Regions from separate parts of the Mus musculus genome. Here region 1 is linked to region 2. Evidence: chromatin contacts called from public promoter capture Hi-C data. All regions are on one chromosome and are shown on one strand. The core of a region is the stretch at or near the end of the contact, and the rest is flanking DNA. Distances in the headings are between cores, read along the strand shown. Region 1 holds the start of Car5b (carbonic anhydrase 5b, mitochondrial). Region 2 holds the start of Zrsr2 (zinc finger (CCCH type), RNA binding motif and serine/arginine rich 2).

What was found. Capture Hi-C pulls out chosen DNA fragments and counts their contacts.
Region 1: a promoter capture Hi-C map of liver shows a contact between it and region 2. The contact joins the promoter of Car5b here to the promoter of Zrsr2 in region 2. A contact is called at or near these places in 15 of 39 promoter capture datasets (the 3T3-L1 cell line, 3T3-L1-derived adipocytes, cranial neural crest and 9 more), 3 of 484 Hi-C or Micro-C datasets (embryonic stem cells, memory CD8 T cells and natural killer cells), 5 of 115 datasets of contacts at active chromatin or transcription factors (astrocytes, effector CD8 T cells, embryonic stem cells and 1 more) and 3 of 9 other capture datasets (adipose tissue, liver and pancreatic islet).

What each region holds. Positions count from the first base shown.
Region 1 is chrX:164,026,407-164,029,554 of GRCm38.p6, reverse strand. It overlaps Car5b (carbonic anhydrase 5b, mitochondrial), which reads left to right and starts at 1,545. Exons shown (of 8, transcript NM_181315.4): 1 at 1,545-1,620.
Region 2 is chrX:163,956,926-163,960,087 of GRCm38.p6, reverse strand. Zrsr2 (zinc finger (CCCH type), RNA binding motif and serine/arginine rich 2) reads left to right here and starts at 1,422. Exons shown (of 11, transcript NM_009453.3): 1 at 1,422-1,814; 2 at 2,093-2,172. The coding sequence starts at 1,762. It overlaps Gm38561 (a long non-coding RNA gene), which reads right to left and starts at 1,347. Exons shown (of 4, transcript XR_878297.3): 1 at 1,243-1,347.

The DNA.
Region 1 (3,148 bases), core at 296-2,795, 69 kb before region 2:
TATATATATATACATATATATATATATATTTACAAAACACTCAAGCACACAAAAAATTTTTTAATCTGAAAAAAAATATTTTAAGGAAAGAAGTGCATGTTCATGGCATCGAGGAGGAGAAGGAACTGTGACTATTAAATGCTCTTCACCTACCAACTCCTTGCTACATCTTCCCTTTTGACTTTTTTGGGGGGGAGGGGTTGTCACATCCCAACCTGAGTTGGGGCAACATCCAACCATCAGCACCTTGAGGTTTGTCTTGTTTGCCAGAGGAGTATCTACACCGTAAATGTGATTTGAATGAATGAGTCAGGGACTTAAGTACAAGGGCAGCAAGCTGGTTGTAACTTCTCCACATTTTTTGGGGTGGGGAGACTTGAAGGAGGAAGGATAACTGAATATATACTCTCAGAGCACTGAGTCACAACCAGAGTTTCAGTTAGTTTAGTGTCAAAACAATCAGTCTCAATATAGCAAGATGGTGCTGGTCACCTAAGAAAAATCATCTGTAAGAGACTACAGGAAAGACTGGAGACTGTTTGATGCCTCTGCCTCTGCCTCTGCCTCTGCCTCTGCCTCTGCCTCTGCCTCTGCCTCTGCCTCTGCCTCTGCCTCTGCCTCTGCCTCTGCCTCTGCCTCTGCCTCTGCCTCTGCCTCTGCCTCTGCCTCTGCCTCTGCCTCTGCCTCTGCCTCTGCCTCTGCCTCTGCCTCTGCCTTGCATTTAAAGTCAGATAAGGCCGGCGGGCTAGAACACAATGTCACAGTCCTGCTTTTCTTTTAATTACCTTTTTGTATTTTATTTTTATTTTTTTATGTTGATTGGTGTTTTGTCTGCATGTATGTCTATATGAGGGTGTCAGAAGGCCTTGAATTGGAGCTAGTTAGACAGGTATGAGCTGCCATGTGGTTGCTGGGAGTTAAATCCAGGTCCTCTGGAAGAATAGTCAGTGTTCTTATCCACTGAGCCATCTCTCCAGCCCCAGTCCAGTTTTAGAAGGATTTACAAACTGGCTGGAAGGACCATGAACCCACAGTTCAAGTTCAAAGGATGTTTAGAAACTTGGGTAAATTGAGCTGAATGGTAATGGGAAAAAATGTATCCAGCATTTCTTTCGCTGGGGGTCACCTGGCCCTAGCTTGTCAAAATCATGATATTCTGAGATGGATGAAACTTAAGGAAAGACACTTTTTAGACCAGGCTTTTAGGCCAGCAGTCAGATTTTATCCAAGAATTGTTACTTTTATCCCAGAAACGTTGCCTGTGGCAAGCAGAGAAGGGAGCAGGGTTGACCGGGTTAGGAGGTTCTCCTCCTCCCCCCCCCCCCCATCCCGTTCTGAAGGAACTCAGAGGCGTGGCTCGGGCTGAGGGGCGTGGCTTAAGTTAGAAGTGGTCTGTTAGGCCAGAGAGCAGAGGCACGCCAGGTCTAAATGGGGCGGGATTAGGGCGGTCCCAATGGCTCTAGCAGTGCTTGAAGAGCTGGGGGCGTGGCTTCTGGGAGGCGTGGCACGGGCGCCAAGGGGCGAGGCCTTGATGGACAGTAGCCAGTAGCTGGTCCTGGGAAGCTAACTTGCCAGTGGCACTTGTTAAGTGCTGTTGGAGAAACGGAGAAAAACGTCCAGGTAAGGATGGGCAGCCGAGCGGAGTGGGAACCTCAGGGAGGTTGGAAAGATCCAGAGAGGACCGCAACTCTTCTCCGAACCCTCCACCCCACAGATCCGGCAGTGACAGCTGTTGGTTCTGCCAGTCTTGCCTCAGTTCCAGCGGGCCTGACTAGGCTTGGTCCTCTCTGCCCTAGCCCCCTTTCTCTACTATTCAGAGTCCCCAGAATCCTTCACATTTTTTTTCACTTGAGAGAATTGGGGGGTGGGGGTGGGGGCGCATGGGAGGAGCAGTCCCTTGTGAGGGCATGTTGCCTGAGTTGGTTGAATCTAAGTTAAAAAAAAAGTTCAGCCTGTTTAAAAAAAAACAAAATAAAACAAAAAAACAGCTGGAGACATGGGTAAAAGCTACCAGTTCTGAGACTGCGTAGAAACTGAGGCACAGTTAAGACTCTCCCTCTGGTGTTTCTTCTTCATCCCCACCCCCACTTAGCCTGGAGCTGGGGACAGGCTCACAGCCATCCCCAGGCTGTGGAGCACTGTCACAGCACTGTTTGCAGAAATCAGAAACGTTTTCACTTTGGCCTTAACTTTTTTTGTGCCCCGCCCTAGACCTAGAGGAGAGGTACCTCCAAAATATAGAATGGTTGGTGGCTGTTCTAGTTTGCGTGCGACATTCTTTGTTAAGTATTTCTGACCCCGGGGCTGGTTGGCAACCTTTTGATATTAATTTCAGTGCCCTCCCTTTTTATGTTTGAGAAACATTGGGCACTAATGGGCACACCTTGGTTCCGGACAACTTGTGCCTTCTCAGCCATTGAAAAACCACTTTGCCTTCCACTTCCTGGTCTCCTTTGTTGGTAATCTGGTATCTTTACATGCTGCTGTTTAAAGACCTAGCTAGATTAGGAACAGAACAGAAGTAAGCTCCATTTTTTTTTCTTGTGAGAGAAACTGCCATGGATCCCTGAGCAGTCCCCGCACATTGCCCTGAGTAGCTGATGTTCACAGGTATGTTGGATGCAGAAAACCTTTCTTATTCTTAGGAGTTTCATCCTTAATTCACAACCTTTAAAATTAGGCTGGAAGGCCTTGAAAGGCCAAGGAGTAAGGGTACCACTCTCAGATGGGAGTCATGCTCCCAGGGAAGAAGTGGGTGAGAGGAGGAAGCTGAGCTTTCTCCATCAAGATTTGGCAAGATAATCTCTAATTCAGATTTGAGGAGTTGCAAAAGGCCTGCTTCCTTTTGAAATCAGGAGTCAATCTGATGAGAAACACACAGTTTCTTTCCATGTGATTGTAACCTTTATTCAGAGTACATTTTCTTTCTGCTGTCTGTTTTGCACAGAGAAAGTTTAATCAGGCAGAGTTCACACAACCTATCACAGTAAATTCCCAATTCATCAATGATTCTTTAGTAGCTTTTCACACTTCTTTCTCCTTGCACACATTTCTAAGTTAGCAAAGCATCAGACCTGTCAATAAAATCCAAGGGGCTACGTGAAGAATCAGCGCTGGCAAAGGGAACATATGTGTGGAAAGCTTAGCT
Region 2 (3,162 bases), core at 173-2,672:
CCTCCTCACTCTCTTGCCTCTTACTCTTGCCTTCTTGTCTCTTGCCCACTTGTTGTTTTTATATTTATTTATTTAATGTGGGAATGCATGCCAAAGAGGACAATGTGTGGGAGTCTGTTCTCTCCTGCTATATAGGTCCTTGGGGATCGAGTTTAGATCCTCAGCATCTTTACCTGCTTAATCATCTGCCAGCCCTATTTTTATTTTCCTCTCTAGTTCCACATCACACCTCACCTAGATGATTGTGATACAGTATTACCTTTTTCTTGTCTTTCTTATTTATTTTATTTTTGTTTGTTTTTCGAGACAGGGTTTCTCTGTATATCCCTGGCTGTCCTGGAACTCACTCTGTAGACAAGGCTAGTCTCGAACTCAGAAATCCACCTGCCTCTGCCTCCCAAGTGCTGGAATTAAAGGCCTGAGCCACCAATTCTTTTTTAATGGAAGTGTCAGGTAGCTCAAGTTGGCCTTGAACTCTCTAAATAGCCAAGGTTGACCTTGAACCCCTGATCCTCTTGCCTTAGTTTCTTAAGTTCTAAGAGTATTGGATTAGGTGTGAACTACCTTGTCCTGCTAATTTAATCCTTTACATTGCAACGTAAAATTTCCCCATTAAAAAAAAACACTCCTGGAGACTGCTATAGTTGTCCAGCTCAACCTCCGCAGCAGCAGCCTGGGGGTCTGCGTTCCCCAGAGGCAGGGAGTAGAAGGAGACTCCTCAACAAACACAGGGAACCAAGATCCTAGAGGCAGGCTGCAAAAGCCAGCCGAGGATTAAGAAGAGGGACATTTTCTCGTTGCATATGTAAATGTTTTTAAAGATTTATTTTATGTATGTCCATTGCGTGTTTGCAGCACAGGATCCCCTGAAACTGGAGTTACAGATGGTTGTGAACTGTCTGGTGGGTGCTGGGAACCAAACTTGTATCTTATGAAATAGTAGTAAAGCTCTCATTACAGTTACAGCTGAGCTCTCTTCTCCAGCCCTCCTCCCCTTTGCACAAAGGCATGGGGTAGCAGCAGCCAATCTCTAGATACCCTTGCCTTGCACTTTTGTTCCAGTAACAAAATTCCCTGCTTCCCAGCACATTCCAGTCAGTTTCACCTCCAGACGCTTTCGGCTTGTTTTTTTTTTCCTCTTTCTCCAAGCACAACTCCAGAGCCAGCCGAACAGATCCCGTTCCCCTGCACTTAACTCCGGTCCCTCTCTGCTTCTCAGGATTAAGAACAAGGGTCACAAACCTGATTCCTTTGGAACCAGAGCCAGCAGGTTTTGCAAAGAGGAAGCGGATTCTTAAACTTCGTCTGGGGCGCTCATGGGTGGAGCCGCGGAGAGAGGCGGGACCTAGAGGCGTCGCCTTGGAATTTAGATGGGAGGGGGCGGAGCTAGGCCTTAACGCCTTGAATTCTGGGCAAGGGGCGGTGCTAAGGCCCCCGCGAGGCCCCGAGGAGCTGGGGCACGAGTTTCCGGGGGTGGAAGATCTCCGGGGGGCGGCTTCGGTGAGGAGACATTTTCTCAGCCCGCGATGCCTGGCTGACTGGCCGAGGGAGGAAAACTCAGGTCTGCCGCGGTGGCTGCGGCGGCCTCTTTGAGGGTCTGTTTTCTCAGGCCGCGGCGCCTGGCTGACCAGCTGCGGGAAGAAAGCCGTCTCCTTCCGTCTTGGGCAGGTACCGGTTGGTGGCCGCGCGGAGTGGGCGACCGAGGACCTGGGTGGCTGCTTCCGCTGAGACCTTGCCGTGGGAGAACACAGCGACAGCAGTATGGAAACGGCGGGGGCTACGGCGGACGCTACGGCGGGGCCGCAGAAACTGAGGTATAGGAAATGACGAGGCGAGGCGACTGGGGCGGGGACGACTATCTCCGGGGCTGTCCCGGGCCGCCCGAGGAGATGGGGGGCGGGGCGCAGGGGGGGAGCGGAAGGAGGGGCGGGGGACGGACGGGGCGACCGGCGCGGGCTAGCCTGCCTTCTTCCTTTGCCTCCGAGCGCTGTCCTAGGCTGGCCCCTGGCCTGAGGGTGCAGAGCCGGGTGTGCGGATGCTCACTCTGTGTGTGCGCGTGCGCGCGCGCGCGCGCGTTTTTTCAATCTTCCAGCCGTAAGAAGTACTTGGCCCTCCGGAAGAAGGAGAGACGTAAGAGGCGACGGCAGGCGCTCGCTCGGCTCAGAGAGGCAGGTAGTTGTTGCTCTGGATGTGGAATTGCTCCCTCTCTTCCTGCTCCGCCCTCCCACGCGGCCTCAGACAGGCTAGGCTGCCCTTACATCCGCCACGTAAATGAGGACGACTCTTAAACTTCTGATCCTCCTGCCTCTGCCTTCGAAGTGTCGGGGTGACAGAGTTTCGGCGACCATGGCACTTTGCAAGTTGATCGGTTCGTGCGTGCTAGGCAAACCACTCTGCCAAGTGAGCTACACCCCCAGCCCATGCAGCTGCTTCCCTCGATTTCCTGCCCAGCTCATCTCTGCAGCTAGCCACCACACCACTTAAAAATGGCCCGCACGTGACAGAACCCGATATTCTAAGTGGTAGAGCTATACATTTAGTAGATTCATAAAATTAGATGTTTATAAGATGACCAAGCACTTACAAATGCAGGCAAGAGGGTTGAGCTCCCACAGCAGTGCTAGGTTAAGGTGATGGCCAGCCTTACCACCGGAGACTGTGGAACAGTACTTGAGAACTAGTTCAGGAGAGGCAGGCTCCAACATCAAGGATGAAAACAAAAAGGAACAGTAAGCTGTTGTGTTACTGATGACAAAACCCTCCTGCTTTAAGTCTGAAGCTAATCTGCTACAATTTCCTAAGCTCATGTCAGTTATCCCCTCCCACTTGTCTCAACTGGCATTCTTTTTTTCCCCCTTCAAATTTAAACTTTGAATAGAAGGTATAAACTTTTCTTCCATTAAAACTATTTTGCCAGATTTTTATTTATTTATTTTTGAAAAGTCTTCCAGTGTACACAGAGTTGAAAAAAAATAGAACACTTAAATATTCATGAGTACTTCTATAACTTTGTAAAATCATTAAATATTTGCAGGCTCTCTTTCCCTCTCTTCCCCCTCTCCTTTTCTTGTTTGATTCTGAACTCGTTGTACAGCCATGCCATGAGTATCATGATGGAAGCATTGATTAAAAAGAAGTGCGGTTAGAGGAATGCTTAAGAAC